Regions from separate parts of the Xenopus tropicalis genome. Here region 2 is linked to region 1. A link is a contact called in public Hi-C data. All regions are on one chromosome and are shown on one strand. Each heading gives the region's core, a stretch centred on a gene start, on an enhancer-like site or on the middle of the called end of the contact. The rest is flanking DNA. Distances are from core to core; before and after follow the strand shown. Region 1 holds the start of taf1b (TATA box-binding protein-associated factor RNA polymerase I subunit B). Region 2 has its middle 24 kb from the start of klf11.

Region 1 (2,980 bases), core at 305-2,804:
CTCTGTTTTGCGATAACCTGTATCATTAAGACAACATTATCTAACTGTCATAAGAAAAAAAATAGATGCAACTTGATTCATGTAACGTGAAACATTTATTTTGTTGTTATAAACCAATAAAAATTATAGAAGAAAAAAAAAAAAGAAAGGCCCCTGTTATAGAGGCTTCAGGTGTTTTTTTCACTTTTCTCTGGATTACCTAGCAGTTAGGCAGCATTCATTAGACCAAAATGATGGACTCAATGGACAAGTGTTTTCTGTTGACCTATTACTGTGTTACTATGTGTTAGAAAAAATCTCAAGAGAAATTTTTGAAATGTGCTGTTTGAATAGGTATTCAGTCTCCTCAATGTAAAATTTTGTAGAGCCACCTTTTCCATCAACCACATAAGAGGTTTAAGACGGAACCAGCTTTGCGCAATGTTAATAAGTGATTTTGTTCCAATCCAAAAAATAGGAAAAAAGCTTCAGCAGGTTTACTGCAAAACATTTATTGTGGGTAGTGGTAACACGACATGTTTCGGGTCAATACCCTTTATCAAGCGTACCCAATATATAAAATATAAAATATTGGGTGCACAACAGAAAGTGCAAATTACCATAACAAAGTTTTGTAAATCATGTCTTGATGTTACCAGAAACATGATAAACTGCAGAAAAATTGTATCTTTTGTCCAGATGTCCTTGACGGTGCTATTTACCCTGTTAGCCAAGTCTGAGGGGTATAAAGCTGATGTCTCTCTGTAAGATTTCCAATGAAGATTTCAGGGAGAAAAATACCTTTAAGGGTTTTCAACTGTTCTATAGAAAAGGCAGATGACGGTTGATTAAAGAGGAGAGACGTGGCACAGCTATAGGGAGAGCAGACCGTGGCCTTTGGGGGCCTAAACAGAGAGGACCTGGTATGCAGGTTGGCGCACTGGAGGGGCAACTGTGGGTTGAAGAAGGTGCCTGGGATTCCAGAGATAAACCCTTGCATGGAGCACAGGTCTACTTGGTTGTTGCCAGAATTGCACACTTAGGGGTATATTTATCATGCTGTGTAAAAAGTGGAGTGAAACATTACCAGTGATGTTGCTCAGGGCAACCAATCAGCAATTAGGTTTCAACAGTTAGAAAACCAAAGCAAAGCATATGATCGGCTGCTATGAACAACATCACCGGTGATGTTTTACTCCACTTTTTACACAGCATAATAAATATACCCCGAAGTGTAAGACTTTCCTCTGAGATTAACAATTCCTGCTGTAGAAGACATCATGATTTATCCAGTGTTATTGGCTATTACATAAGACATCCGTTGCCAGCCTTTATAGGTTTCTGGCTAATAATACTAGGATTTCTGGCTAATAATACTAAAAACATGCTTTATTTTGCAAAGCCTATTCACCCAGTTTTATATTTACACTGAACCTTTCCTTAATGTCTCCCTGACCCTGAATACGTCTGAACCCCATGGCATTATCTCTTTACAGTGCAGAGCTTTTCAGCATTAAAGCTGGAACATTCTACTGTGTAGGTACAAAATCGATGGGTTCATGCAGACCACGTGACTATTAGTAGCGGCCAGGAAATGGCAAAGGAAGTGACGCGAAAACTACGCGACGCCACAAAAATCCACAGTCCTGTAACCGCGAGTTTACCGGCGCCGCCGGCACCAAAATTTGACCATTAGCGGAGCTTCCCTTCATAGCGCGGACCCCGGACACGTAACGCACTATGGAGGAGGAAGACGCTGTGAGTAAGGGCGTGTGACGTCATGCCCGGCGACGCTCGGCGAGTCACGTGTCGTAGTTGTAGGAGAAGTCGCGTTGGTTCTATTAGGGTTTTCATCCCACTCGAGTTTCTTCTACGTGTGGTGTCAAATGCAGTGGAAGTGTATAAAGCTTTAATGGGTATTGGATGTGCTGAGGCATTTCATGCATGGCTATATTGAGAAGAGCGATAGTTTGGGAATAGCCTCATGTGGGGAAGTAACTCATGGGAAATGCTATATTAATTTTCAGTTGGATATGTAATAAGGTGCCAAGTTTACTTTAGACTCCTTAACAACCAAAAAGCGATGTGCTTTCATTAAACAAATGCCATCTGCTAATTGGTTTTGTGGATTACAGTGCATGCAGCAAACTTTGTACAATAGTGCGTCACACTCATATTCACGAAAAGGTGATGTACCGTGTTAGTCAGTCAAAATGTTTACAGAATAACCCTTTTGAAATAAAAAAATAACAAAAGTGGTATAAAGGTGATACATTTATTGGCTAACTAAGATAACTATAGCAAGCTTTCAGAACATTCTAGTTCAGGGGTAGGGAACCTATGGCTCGGGAGCCAGATGGGGCTCTTTTGATGGCTGCATCTGGCTCACTGCCAAATCTTTAATAAAAAAAACAAACGGGGGTGTGGCCTGTGCTCGGCAGATAGACGTGTTCTAAGCCTTAGAACACGTCTTCTATCTGCCGAGCGCAGGCCACACCCTCCTCCGCATCGCATCCGGTATCATTGGGACCCACCCTACCTTGTCCCGCAGCATCCGCGGCCAAACATATTGTACGGCTCTCACGGAATTACATTTTAAAATATGTGGTGTTTATGGCTTTCTCGGCCAAAAAGGTTCCCGACCCCTGTTCTAGTTCCTTTGTCAAGCTGATTACCTCTGAAAGCTTGCTATGGTTATCTTAGTTAGCCAATAAAGGTATCACCGTTATACCGTTTTTGTTATTTTTTATTTCAAAAGGGTTACACTGTAAACAATCAAATTCACGTATGCTAACCTGGCAAACCATAGCTTTTTGGAGGTCAGTTTGGTAATAACTACCTTTTTGTTTGCTCTTTTTTAAAACATTAGCAGTTCTATCCAGCTGCCTTATATTAAGTATAAAATACATCAGACGAGAAAATTAAATGATTGTTTGAAAGCAGTGCTGTTCAACTATGGTACTGAGGTCTGTCTTTGTGGTGGAGGGTTGATAATGGAAGC
Region 2 (3,019 bases), core at 142-2,641, 110 kb after region 1:
AATCCTGATGCGTTTCGTGTGAATATAATCATAGGCACCTATTATTGCGTCTGTATTCATACAAGTGTGTGTCCAGCTGGGTCTTGGAACTGGCAGCAAACCTACTCTCTTCAAAGTCAGAACCAACAAGCAAGATTATGGTATCAGAAATCCTGACTATATAAAATGAACAGCACTCATGAAAACTCTACTTAAAAAGTCTTAAGGGCTCATTCACAAAGACACACGCAATACTAAGAAAAGCCTGCAACTGCCCATTTGTCTGCAAATTGGGGCATTGTGCAGATAGCTGAAGGCACACCGGGTAGGTGTAGGCACACCGCCCCCTACTGGCCTTTCCTTGCATGTCATTCTGAGGCACAAGGTAGGAGTAGCAGGATGCACAGCCCACACTTTGCGTGACAGATTTTTGAGCCGGGGGTACAATAGGAAGTCATTATCTGCAGCTTTTGTTAAGGCTCTACGAACAGAGTGTGTCAAGTTTGCTTGCTAACAATAAGGGTTCTTGTGCAACCAGGATTAAGAGTGGCAATCGTTTACCGACTTTTTTGACTCCCTTTAGTAATCAGTTTTACAAAATTAGGCAAATAATTAATAGCTTTATTCCAGTTCTCTGGCAGTAGTTTTACAAGATGGATTAAATTTTGTTGCACGGAAAGCTCCCACCTTAAAACTACATGGCTAAAGGTGCCCATACACTACAAGATCCTCTTGCTTGGCAATGTCGCCAAGTGAGCGGATCTTCACCCGATATCCCCACCTACGGGTGGGCGATATTGGGTAGCAAGCTGCTTTAAAAAAAAAATAATTACATTTGAGCTTATGGGGCAGTCGGTTCGGGGACCGCATCAACGAGCCAATGCGGTCCCCGATCCGACCGGATTTTCTAACCTGGCCAATCGAGATCTGGCCAATTTCAGGCCAGATATCGGTCGGCCAGGCAGCTCTGTTCTGCCCATACACGGGCCGATTAGCTGATTAGCTATATTAATCTTAAAACCTGAATCCACAATTGCTTTGGAATCAGTTCATGGAATGAAAGTGTGCTGCCAGATCCCCCTGTCTATGGATTAGAAGGTGTGGGTGCCAAGGGACCCAGAGCCAGCTCCTGTTCATTTTTCCTCTTTGCATTGTGTTTCTGTTTTCTTCTTTTTTTTCTAATTCCTTATTAACCTTGCACTGATCTTTTAGCCCTTTATCTGATCAAATATATATATTATAATGGTACATTGTATGTGAACTTACATAGCTTCCCATGACTCCTAAACATGATGTGTCAGGTTTATACTGTTTGGTGTCTGTATGCCCTTGTCACATGGACTCAGTTGTGTTCCTCACTGCGCCTGAAATAAAAAGAATGAAAAAAACCCATTTCACGCAGTACTGGCTCAGACCATAAAAGAGATGTTTCAGGCCTATAGCAGCCCTCTATCAAGCTAAACAACCAAGCGCTCACTATTCACCTTAAGCTTAACAAACACTGCCACCATGTGGCCACATTGAAAACGGCAAGTACCAAATATCACATAAATATTACAATGATACAGATATATCCTCTCCAGTCTCATATTTATACAGTTATTACAATTGTATCCCAACTTGTAACATATGTATTTAAACATGAGAAGTCCACTCAGTCACCAGATAATTGTAATCCCTAAATCCATCTGTAATAAATAAGATAAAAACTATACAAAGGGGGTTGTATACAAAAGGAGCAGAACCCATATCATCCAGTCAGCAGGTAGCATTTCCTAGTTAGCTGTTTAAAAGCAAAAATCTTATTGGTTGCTAGAGGTTACTCCTCCTTGAGAAAGTTGGCGCATTTTATTACATAGCCCCCTAAATATTAAAACACAAGCATTTACCCAAAACATATCTAAAAATCATGGTGTTCCAAATATCCAGGCATTTGACCCACTTCTTGACATACAACTTTCTTCCTGTCATAGAACCTCAATGTTCAACTCCATCAAAAACTGGATCTTTATTTGGTTAAAGGGGTGATTTAATGAGTTATAGAATGTCCTATTCCTAGCAATTTTGCAATTGGTTTATTTATTTTCTATAGTTTTTGAGCTATTTTTCTTCTTCTTCTACATATTTGCAGCTGTCTAATGGGGGACAGCTAAAAAACTATTGCTCTGCAAGCTTACAATTTTATTATTGTTACTTTTTATTTCTTGTCTCTTTATTCAGGCCCCCTTCGATTCATATTCCTGTCTCAGACTCAAACCACTGGCTGGTTGCTAAGGTAACCAAGACCCTGGCAACTAGATAGCTGGTGAAATTCCAACCTGAAGAACTGCAGAACAAAAAGCTAAATGACTGAAAAACCATAAATAATAAAAAATGAAAACCAATTGCAAATTGTCTCAGAATATCATTGATCACCTTTCTTTGTCTTAATAGCTGATTTGTGTTCCATAATCCCAGGTTCTCTCTGATGTCTGTCCAACTGGTACTGGATGATATAAATGTTCACAGACATTTCTAGTGTCTCCGGAATAATATAGGGGTTCCTCTCCTCAGGTAATATACCAATTCACCTTTAATACAATTGGAACAAGAATTACAGATACAACATGTATAAGTAGCAAAGTTGTAGTTTGTAGTTTACACTTAAACAATTTGCAATTAGTCTTTATTTTTTATATTTTGTTTTCAGTTATTCAGTATAAATTGACAGATACCATGGTAACTTTATAAATCTGTGTGCCAAGAAAATGAAGCTTCTGTCCATTGGCTGTAATTGTTAAGGATACATATCAGTAGAGTTAATCTGTTGGACAAATTGTTGTAGAATCCAATGGGACCACGTCCGCATCTCTAATAAATCATTGATAAACCAATGTGAGTACTTAGGGTACTTTTGGAGAAAATTTGGTTTAAACACACATTTCTTCAAAGGAGATCATAGAAATATTTGTTTAGAAAGGGGCCAGGACCCCATTGCCTTGCTTCTCCCCTGTAAGAAAAATGTAACTCTAGATTGAAAATAATGATTATAATGTACTGT

What was found. A called contact is a pair of places that touch in the nucleus more often than the background predicts.
Region 2: a Hi-C map of neurula embryo shows a contact between it and region 1, with 5 times the contacts expected there. The contact joins the enhancer-like site here to the promoter of taf1b in region 1. A contact is called at or near these places in 5 of 5 Hi-C or Micro-C datasets (brain, gastrula embryo, liver and 2 more).

What each region holds. Positions count from the first base shown.
Region 1 is chr5:138,009,313-138,012,292 of UCB_Xtro_10.0, forward strand. It overlaps taf1b (TATA box-binding protein-associated factor RNA polymerase I subunit B), which reads left to right and starts at 1,555. Exons shown (of 15, transcript XM_002938888.5): 1 at 1,555-1,737. The coding sequence starts at 1,720.
Region 2 is chr5:138,114,725-138,117,743 of UCB_Xtro_10.0, forward strand. No RefSeq gene overlaps it. Among named protein-coding and RNA genes, the nearest start is that of klf11, 24 kb to the right of the region's middle. Within about 2 kb of position 1,392, at least 2 of the 11 cell types and tissues checked have an H3K27ac peak or open chromatin away from gene starts, as enhancers often do. A contact at or near this core is called in neurula embryo, where this site is marked.